Linked DNA regions of Mus musculus: region 1 is linked to region 2. A link is a contact called in public HiChIP or PLAC-seq data. All regions are on one chromosome and are shown on one strand. The core of a region is the stretch at or near the end of the contact, and the rest is flanking DNA. Distances in the headings are between cores, read along the strand shown.

The links. HiChIP or PLAC-seq counts read pairs in DNA pulled down with a chosen protein or histone mark.
Region 1: a contact with region 2 is called in a CTCF HiChIP or PLAC-seq map of the NIH/3T3 cell line, with 13 read pairs. The contact joins the enhancer-like site here to the promoter of 1700001L05Rik in region 2. A contact is called at or near these places in 6 of 39 promoter capture datasets (the C10 cell line, the HPC-7 cell line, embryonic stem cells and 3 more), 3 of 15 datasets of contacts at CTCF or cohesin (the NIH/3T3 cell line, large pre-B cells and pro-B cells), 88 of 484 Hi-C or Micro-C datasets (8-cell embryo, B cells, the BV-2 cell line and 40 more), 20 of 115 datasets of contacts at active chromatin or transcription factors (the HPC-7 cell line, acute myeloid leukemia, bone marrow-derived dendritic cells and 11 more) and 4 of 9 other capture datasets (adipose tissue, embryonic stem cells, liver and 1 more).

What each region holds. Positions count from the first base shown.
Region 1 is chr15:83,480,816-83,484,255 of GRCm38.p6, reverse strand. Ttll1 (tubulin tyrosine ligase-like 1) reads left to right here. Exons shown (of 12, transcript NM_178869.4): 12 at 1-487. The coding sequence ends at 72. Among named protein-coding and RNA genes, the nearest start is that of Gm52181, 4.5 kb to the right of the region's middle. Within about 2 kb of position 1,400, at least 52 of the 459 cell types and tissues checked have an H3K27ac peak or open chromatin away from gene starts, as enhancers often do. A contact at or near this core is called in B cells, the BV-2 cell line, the C2C12 cell line and 13 more, where this site is marked.
Region 2 is chr15:83,364,711-83,368,552 of GRCm38.p6, reverse strand. It overlaps 1700001L05Rik (RIKEN cDNA 1700001L05 gene), which reads left to right and starts at 1,256. Exons shown (of 4, transcript NR_027980.1): 1 at 1,256-1,563; 2 at 3,043-3,524.

The DNA.
Region 1 (3,440 bases), core at 151-2,650, 120 kb before region 2:
GGCCAGCCAGTGGGGCCCAGAGCAGGCCGCTCGAGAGACTCAGGAAGAAGTGTCCTCACAACCTGGAAGTGACCAGCAGCGAGAAGAAGGACCCCAGCTTGGACCTTCCCACAGTCGCTCCACCCAGTCCCTGCTAAACACCCGTTTTGGAATTTCAGTTTTCCAGAGTGCTTTCCTGAGCAGGCCTTGTAAATAAAGACTCAATGCAAGGTGGAGGAGTCCACATCACTGGGGCTCAAGCACTTGCAAGTGCACACATGCACACACACACACACACACGCACGCACGCACGCACGCACACATGCACACACAAAAACAACAGCTTCGGTATGTGATGGAACTTCCTTTTTTAAAGATTTATTATTTTTGAGATAGGTACCTCTGGATGGCCTGGAACTTGCCATGTAGACCAGGCTGGCCTAGAACTCACAGAGATCTACCTGCCTCTGCCTCCCAAGTGCTGGGATTAAAGGTGTGTGCCACCACATCTGACTTTATCTTATTATTTGTGTGTGTGTCCCATGTGTGTGACCCAAGGAAACCAGGAGGGGGCACCAGATTACCCAGAGCTGGGGTTACAGGCTCGTCAAAGTAGGGTTGGGAACTAAAACCTCTGTCTGCGAGAGCAGTGTCTGTAAATGTGAGTCATCTCTCCAGCCCCTGATGAAGCTGCTGCTGCAGCTTCTATTCCTCCTCCCTCCTCCTCCTCCCCTCCCCTCCTCCTCCCCCTCCCTTTCCCTCCTCCTTTTCCTCTCCTCTTCTTCCTCCTCCCCTCCCTTCCTCTTCCCCCTTCCTCCTCTTCCTCCTCCTCATTCTTCTTCCTTCTCCTCTTCTTCTGTTTCTCTCTGTGTCTGTCTCTCTCTCTCTCTCTCTCTCTCTCTCTCTCTCTGTCTTTCTGTCTGTCTGTCTATCTATCTACCTACCTATCTATCTATCTATCTATTTTGGTTTTTCAAGACAGGGTTTCTCTGTATAGCCCTGGCTGAACTGGAACTCACTCTGTAGACCAGGCTGGCCTTGAACTCAAAGATCCACCTGCCTCTGCCTCCCGAGTGCTGGGATGAAAGGCGTGCGCCCCCACTGCCTAGCCATGATGCAACTCCTTAAAATGTGTTCATATTCATTCAACGTTGCATTTTTAAAAGGGTTAAACAACCATGATGTGTTTCAAAAAGATGAAATGTCATGTGTTTCCTGGAGTCACTTTGTTTCGTTCCCTCTGGCGTTGTCAGAGCAGACAGGCGTTTATCTTTACAAGGCCCCTGCTGCTGTGCTCCTGGGGACCAGTGTCTGTCACTTTGGTTTGGAGATGAGGCTGGTCCAGTGAAGCAGGTACAGATCCCAAGGGGAGGTTGCTGTGACTCAGGCTTTGTAGGCACTGCTGGCTGGCAGCCTGCAGCAGTTCACAAGGAACTCCCTGGACACCAGGGGCTCAGAAAAGTATGTGGGGACCAGCTGCCACCTACATAAGCCCTGCTTGAAAATGGGGAAGTGTTTGTTTTGTTTTTTAAGTCTTTCGAGACAGGGTTTCTCTATGTAGCCATGGCTATCCTGGAACTTGCTGTGTAGACCAAGCTGATCTGCTGGGATTAAAGGTATGCACCACCACCACCCAGCACAAGTGGGATTCTCTGACAGTCACACCTGACACCACCCTAGCCCTAGCCCCATCCCCAGCCGCCCTAGCTCTAGCCCCAGCCGCCCTAGCTCTAGCCCCAGCCCCAGCCTCCCTAGCCCTAGCCCCAGCCCCAGCCCCAGCTGCCCTAGCCCCAGCCCTGTCCCCTGTGTCTAGCTGTGCAGGACAAGAGTAGATTTCACCTTATGTGAATCCTTGTCTCCATACCCAATATGCATGCTTTTATCATGTCGCTGCTAGTAAAGGAAAGGTCCTCCTGGTGTGCCTGGTGCCGTGTCAGAGGAGAGGCACAGTCATGCAGCGGGTTCAATCAGGATCTGCAAAGGCTGCAGTTGGGGCAGGCAATTTTCCTGTGTGACTTTCCAGTTAGGCAGGACACTGTACCGTGGGCCACTTAGGTGCTGTGTGTTGGTGACTGGACACAGACCTGTGCTTATTAGCTGTGATCTGGGTGGTCCCATTGGCTCACAGGACTTTGGTTTCTTACAGTATAAAATTAGAGATTCTGGTGTGGTGACTGTTGGGTCCCAAAGAAACTCAGGACAAATGACTAACTGTGGTTCCTGTTAGCACACCAAAGCACACACACCGGGTGGTCAGGCTCACTTAATACCTGTGGCTCCTCTCAGCTCTTCTCACCCAACCCCTACCCTAAACCTCTCCAACCCAGGGGCTTCACTCCACCCCCACCCCCTCCCCCACTCCCTCCCAGCTTCTCTTTCCTATATAACCCTGCCATTAAGCCAAACACTGTCCTTGTCCTCTTGGTCCCCCGCCCCCAACAAACACACGCATCTCTCCTCTTCCTCTCTCAGTTGTCCCCCGCCCCTCGTGGCCCCGTTCAGTCTACCGGCCAAGTTCAGTCCACTACTTTCTCTCCTTGCTCTGGACTCTCTCTCCCTCTGGCTGTGCTCACCCCTTCTCATCAACCACATCTCGGAATGGCCATGTCCTCATTTGCATTCGGTGACATGTGGCTGGAATTCCACGGTTAGGAGGTTAGGGCAGGATAATTGGCATGTGTTCAAAGTCAGCCTGAGCTACACAAGGTCAAGGCCAACCTGAGCTACATGGCTAGACCCCGTCTCAGACTCCCAACTGCAGAATGGGGGTTAGCTGTATTTTCCTCAGAAGGAACAAGGGGCACACGCAGGCTATAACTGGTTCATGTCACTCATTCCTGTGGTTTGGCTCCAATGTGCCCTGCTCCTGAGACAGTGAGTTGCATGGCTCATGGCCCCACCTCTGCCCTACCCGTGAATGGGTAGATGACGCCCACTAAGCTTTGGCAGTTCTAGACCTATGTGGTCCTTACAGTCTGGAGGTCTGGAAGAGGGGGAGGTCCCGGGTCATGCAGGCTGACCCGTGGAAGGATGGAGGATGCTCCACCATTTTGAATAAGCAATAGGTGATTTGTTGGTGACTCGGTGGCTAGTGTGTGTGAGACCGTGCTGAATAGATATGTGTAAGAGGCAAACTGTTGTGGTGATATATTCTCCGGCAGATGTTTCCTCTGCAAACTTCCAGAACACACGCCAGGAGGAAGCCCATGGTGTCAGAACAGGTCATGAGGAACCATTAGCTGGGAAACAGTACTGCTTACTGTCCAGCCCAGGGCTCAAGTGCTCACCCTCTTTGGGACTGTCCCGGATGACAGTCTGTTACTTTCCCCTTATAATGGGTGGGTCCCAAGATCTGGATGAGTGTCTGATTATTTGCATGACTTCTGACATTTGTGAACTATTCCAGGATTAATCTACTGTCTACCTGCTTCCCCATCAGCAAGGTGCTTGAGCTGTGGCCC
Region 2 (3,842 bases), core at 7-2,506:
GAAGAAAATGCTGAAAGCCAGGGAGCTGGCAAGCAGCCAGCTGAACTTGACTCTCAAACCTCTTCTTCTACAGCTGCACCCTACCTGAGGCCAGGTTCTCCAGCTACCCCACACCCTTCTAAAAGAGGCACCTGCTTGGAGTTTCAGCCTTCCAGCTACCCCACACCCTTCTAAAAGAGGCACCTGCTTGGAGTTTCAGCCTTCCAGTTACTGGTGTCCTGTAAGCTTGGGGTGGAGCCCAGGTGCTAGCTAAGCTCGTGGGGTGCTGGAAAGATGGCTCATTACTTAAGATAGTCTAAGGCTCTTCCAGAGGGTCACCAGCTCCAGGACTCTCAGATGACCACAAGCATATACACAGATATTCATAGTTAATATCTCATTGGACATATCAGCCACATTCCAGAGAAGCCCCCTCCCCCTTGCTCAGGAGTAGCTGTGATTCCTGGGCTTCCAAGTCCCAGGATACCCTTCCATCCGAGCAGAAACACGGTGGTGATGCATGTCTGTCCTTCCAACACTCGGTTTATGGAGGCAGAAGGATCAAAAAGTCAGCTTCATCCTCAACTACATGAGTTCGATGCTAAATTGGATTACATACGACCCCCATCTCTCTCTCTCTCTCTCTCTCCATATATATATATGTGTGTGTGTATGTTTATGTATATGTATATATGATTTTTATTTCCTGTTACTGTGCTTTGCCTGTATTTATGTATATCTGTACCACGAGCCTATAGTGCCTATTGCCTGTGTGTGGAGGCCAGAAGAGGGTGTGAAGTCCCCCTCCAACTGAGGTTGTCAATGTTGACAATCCAACTTTGGGTCCTCTTGAAGAACACTCAGCGCTCTTAATTACTGAGCGGTCTCTCCAGTAACCAAAACCAAAATTTTCTACAAAAAATAATAACAATAATAATAATAATTTTCTACCACAGATTCAGGGTTTGGCTTTAGCGGAGAATAAAACAGGACCAGTGACAGTACAGCGTGAGGGTAAAGTCCTGCTTTGGCCACCCCTTCGCTTTCTGTAGAGGCGCAGGCGCACCTGAGCACTTGGCGTCTGCGCACGTGAGGGCAGTGAGGGCAGTAAGGGCGGGAACAGAACGAGCGGCACGTGGGCGACGAGCAGGAGGCGGGGCTTGAGGGGGCAGGGCCAGAGCGGCCTGCGCGAGAGGCAGAAGAAGAGTGGCTGGGGCGCTGGGTGTGGGCGGGGCTGGGGGGCGGGGCGTTGGGGGCGGAGCTTACTTCCACGCGCTGTGAGCGCGCGCCCACGGCAGTTGGTCTCTGAGGCGGCGGCGGTAACAGTTAATCTCAGGAGGTCCTGCTCGGTCCGGGCGCCATGCCTCTGGATCGTCAGGTGGCCATGGGGAACCTTGGCAATCAGGACATACTGGCCATCTTCTACCGCCTGCGCTTCGTGCTTAGCAACCACATAGAGGCCGCCTGGCGAGCCCGGAACCCGGCAATGGACGTGGGAGGAGGAGGAGAAGGCGCCCGGTTGGTCAACGGTCGTATTCGCCCACGCGGGTTCTGAGTGACTTGGAGCACTGCTCGCCCTCGCCCGTGAGTAACCCGTCACTGGTGCTCCGTACACGTCCAGTACCCTCACGGGTCTCGCCGAGTTGTAGAGACTTCTGTCTCGCCGAGTTGTAGAGACTTCTGTGAAATCGCGCTTTGGGCTGTGGTTCGTGTCCCCCAGGGGTTTTTTGGGGTTTGGTGGCGTCTCCCCAGGAAAAGTTAACAGCACCTCACTTAACTGGCACGCCTGGTCGCGTCCCCCTCTAGCTGTTGAGCTAGTGCCGCACCCTTGTCACTTTTCTCCACAGGACTCTCCGAGGGTCCTCGAATCATGATTATTTAGAAGTGACCCGCTGGCCTTAAACTACCAATCTTCCGGCCTCAGCCTCTCAAGTGCTGGGATTTTTGGTGTGTGCCACCATGCTGTTTCCATGGAGCTTCCCCTTATTTATTTATTTATTTATTTATTTATTTATTTATTTGAGACATTTTGTCTGTGTAACCCTAACTGTCCCGGATCTCACTGTATAGACCAGGCTGGTCTTGGAACTCAAAGCGCTCTGCCTGGCTCTGTGTGCCACCACCACCCAGTTTACCATAGTGCCTTTTATAACCTAATCTTGAAAATTGTATGTTGTCTTTTTTCCACATTTTACTGGTCACATAGACTACCTTGGTAAAAGAGATTGCACAAAAGGTGGAGGATGATTGGGCAAATGGTCAGTGCAGAGAAGAATCATACCCAAGGGTCTGTCCTGTGAGCTACAGCCACTGCCCAGTGCATTGTAAGGGACAGTGTACCCGCTGGGTACCATCCTGGTCAGCATTCATTTATGTGTTAGGTTTCTTACTGAAGGTTTAGAGGCAAGTAGAGTAGGATATAGCTTACAGACCTAAGTTCTCTTCACTGCACATTACATATACAATAGAGTGTTGCTAATACAGTAATTATATTGATAACTCTCCCTAGGCCCCATGAGTAAGCCCTCATCAGTGCAAAGCCACAGCCTCAAACATGCTAAGCAAGTACCTGACCACAGAGGGCTTATATTACAATTTAAAAATTTTTTATTTTAGGTGTGTTAGGTGGTTTGCCTGCATGTATATCTGTGTGCCTGGTGCTCATGGAGGCCAGAAGAGGGCATCACATTCCTTGGAACTGGAGTTTGATGATTGCCACTACTGAGAACCACTACTGAGAACAGCCAGTGTGATTAACAGCTAAACCATCTCCCAGCCCCAATATTATTACAGATATTTGAAGTTCTATAAAATTGGGCTGGAGGGATGACTCAGAAGTTAAGAGCACTGGTTGCTCCAAGCACCAACATGGCAGCTCACAACCGTGTATAACTCCAATTGTAGGGGATCCCTAACCTTCTTCTGGTCTCCATAGGCACCAAGTACATATAGGGTGCCCAGACATATATGCAGGTAAAAAACTCATATATTAAAAAATGAAAATTAAGGTTCTAAAATCCTAGATAACACTTGTTTTCATGTTGCTTTATTGTTTTGCAGCAGAATGCCTGGCATAGGATATGACTGTCAATATTTAGCTCAACAAGAAGACATGGCATTTACACACAAAAGGAAGACATGATTCATTGGTTTTAAGTAAATACAACATAATGCATCCTAAAAGTGCCTGGACTCTAGGGCTGACTGATGGAGGACCCACCATGACCCATTAATCCCCTAATAATTAACACATGGAATGGGGTACCAGTGATGAAAAATGACCACAATTAACTCCCTTTCAAGACTCATTCCCAGATATCTGATCCGACCAAAACTGGGATCTCTGGGTCCTTAATTAACAGTGAAACATCCTCTCATTCTCTTGGTTCTGCTTCTGTTGAGAGGCCCTGCTTAAATCACTTTCTTCAGCTCGTTGAAAGCAGCAGGACAAAAAAGCACTGCTACTACCACAAAGGAAGCTGGGCCACTTACCTTTGAAGATGGCTTGCACACCTCATCTTTAAGTCTTTCCCTAAGAATGGATGGTGAGTCACACCTATCATTTCTGCACTTGGAAGGGGGAGGCAGGAGGAAGTTCAAGTCTAGTTTAGGAGAAATAAGTTTCAGGTTGGCCTGAGTTACAGTGTGAGACATTATTTCAGACAAAGAAAAACTCCTTTAAGAGTTGACGGTGTCTGTAAAAGACGGTGTCTGTGTAAAAGATCTCAGACACTGTATGTAATAGCTAAGCTCCTTAAACTATATCAGGATGCACCCCATTGTGAGGAAGAAGGGAGGTGACACTGGCCGTGGTCATCCTGTAATCATCTAACTGATTATTGGGTGTCTGTGTTCTTGAGGTC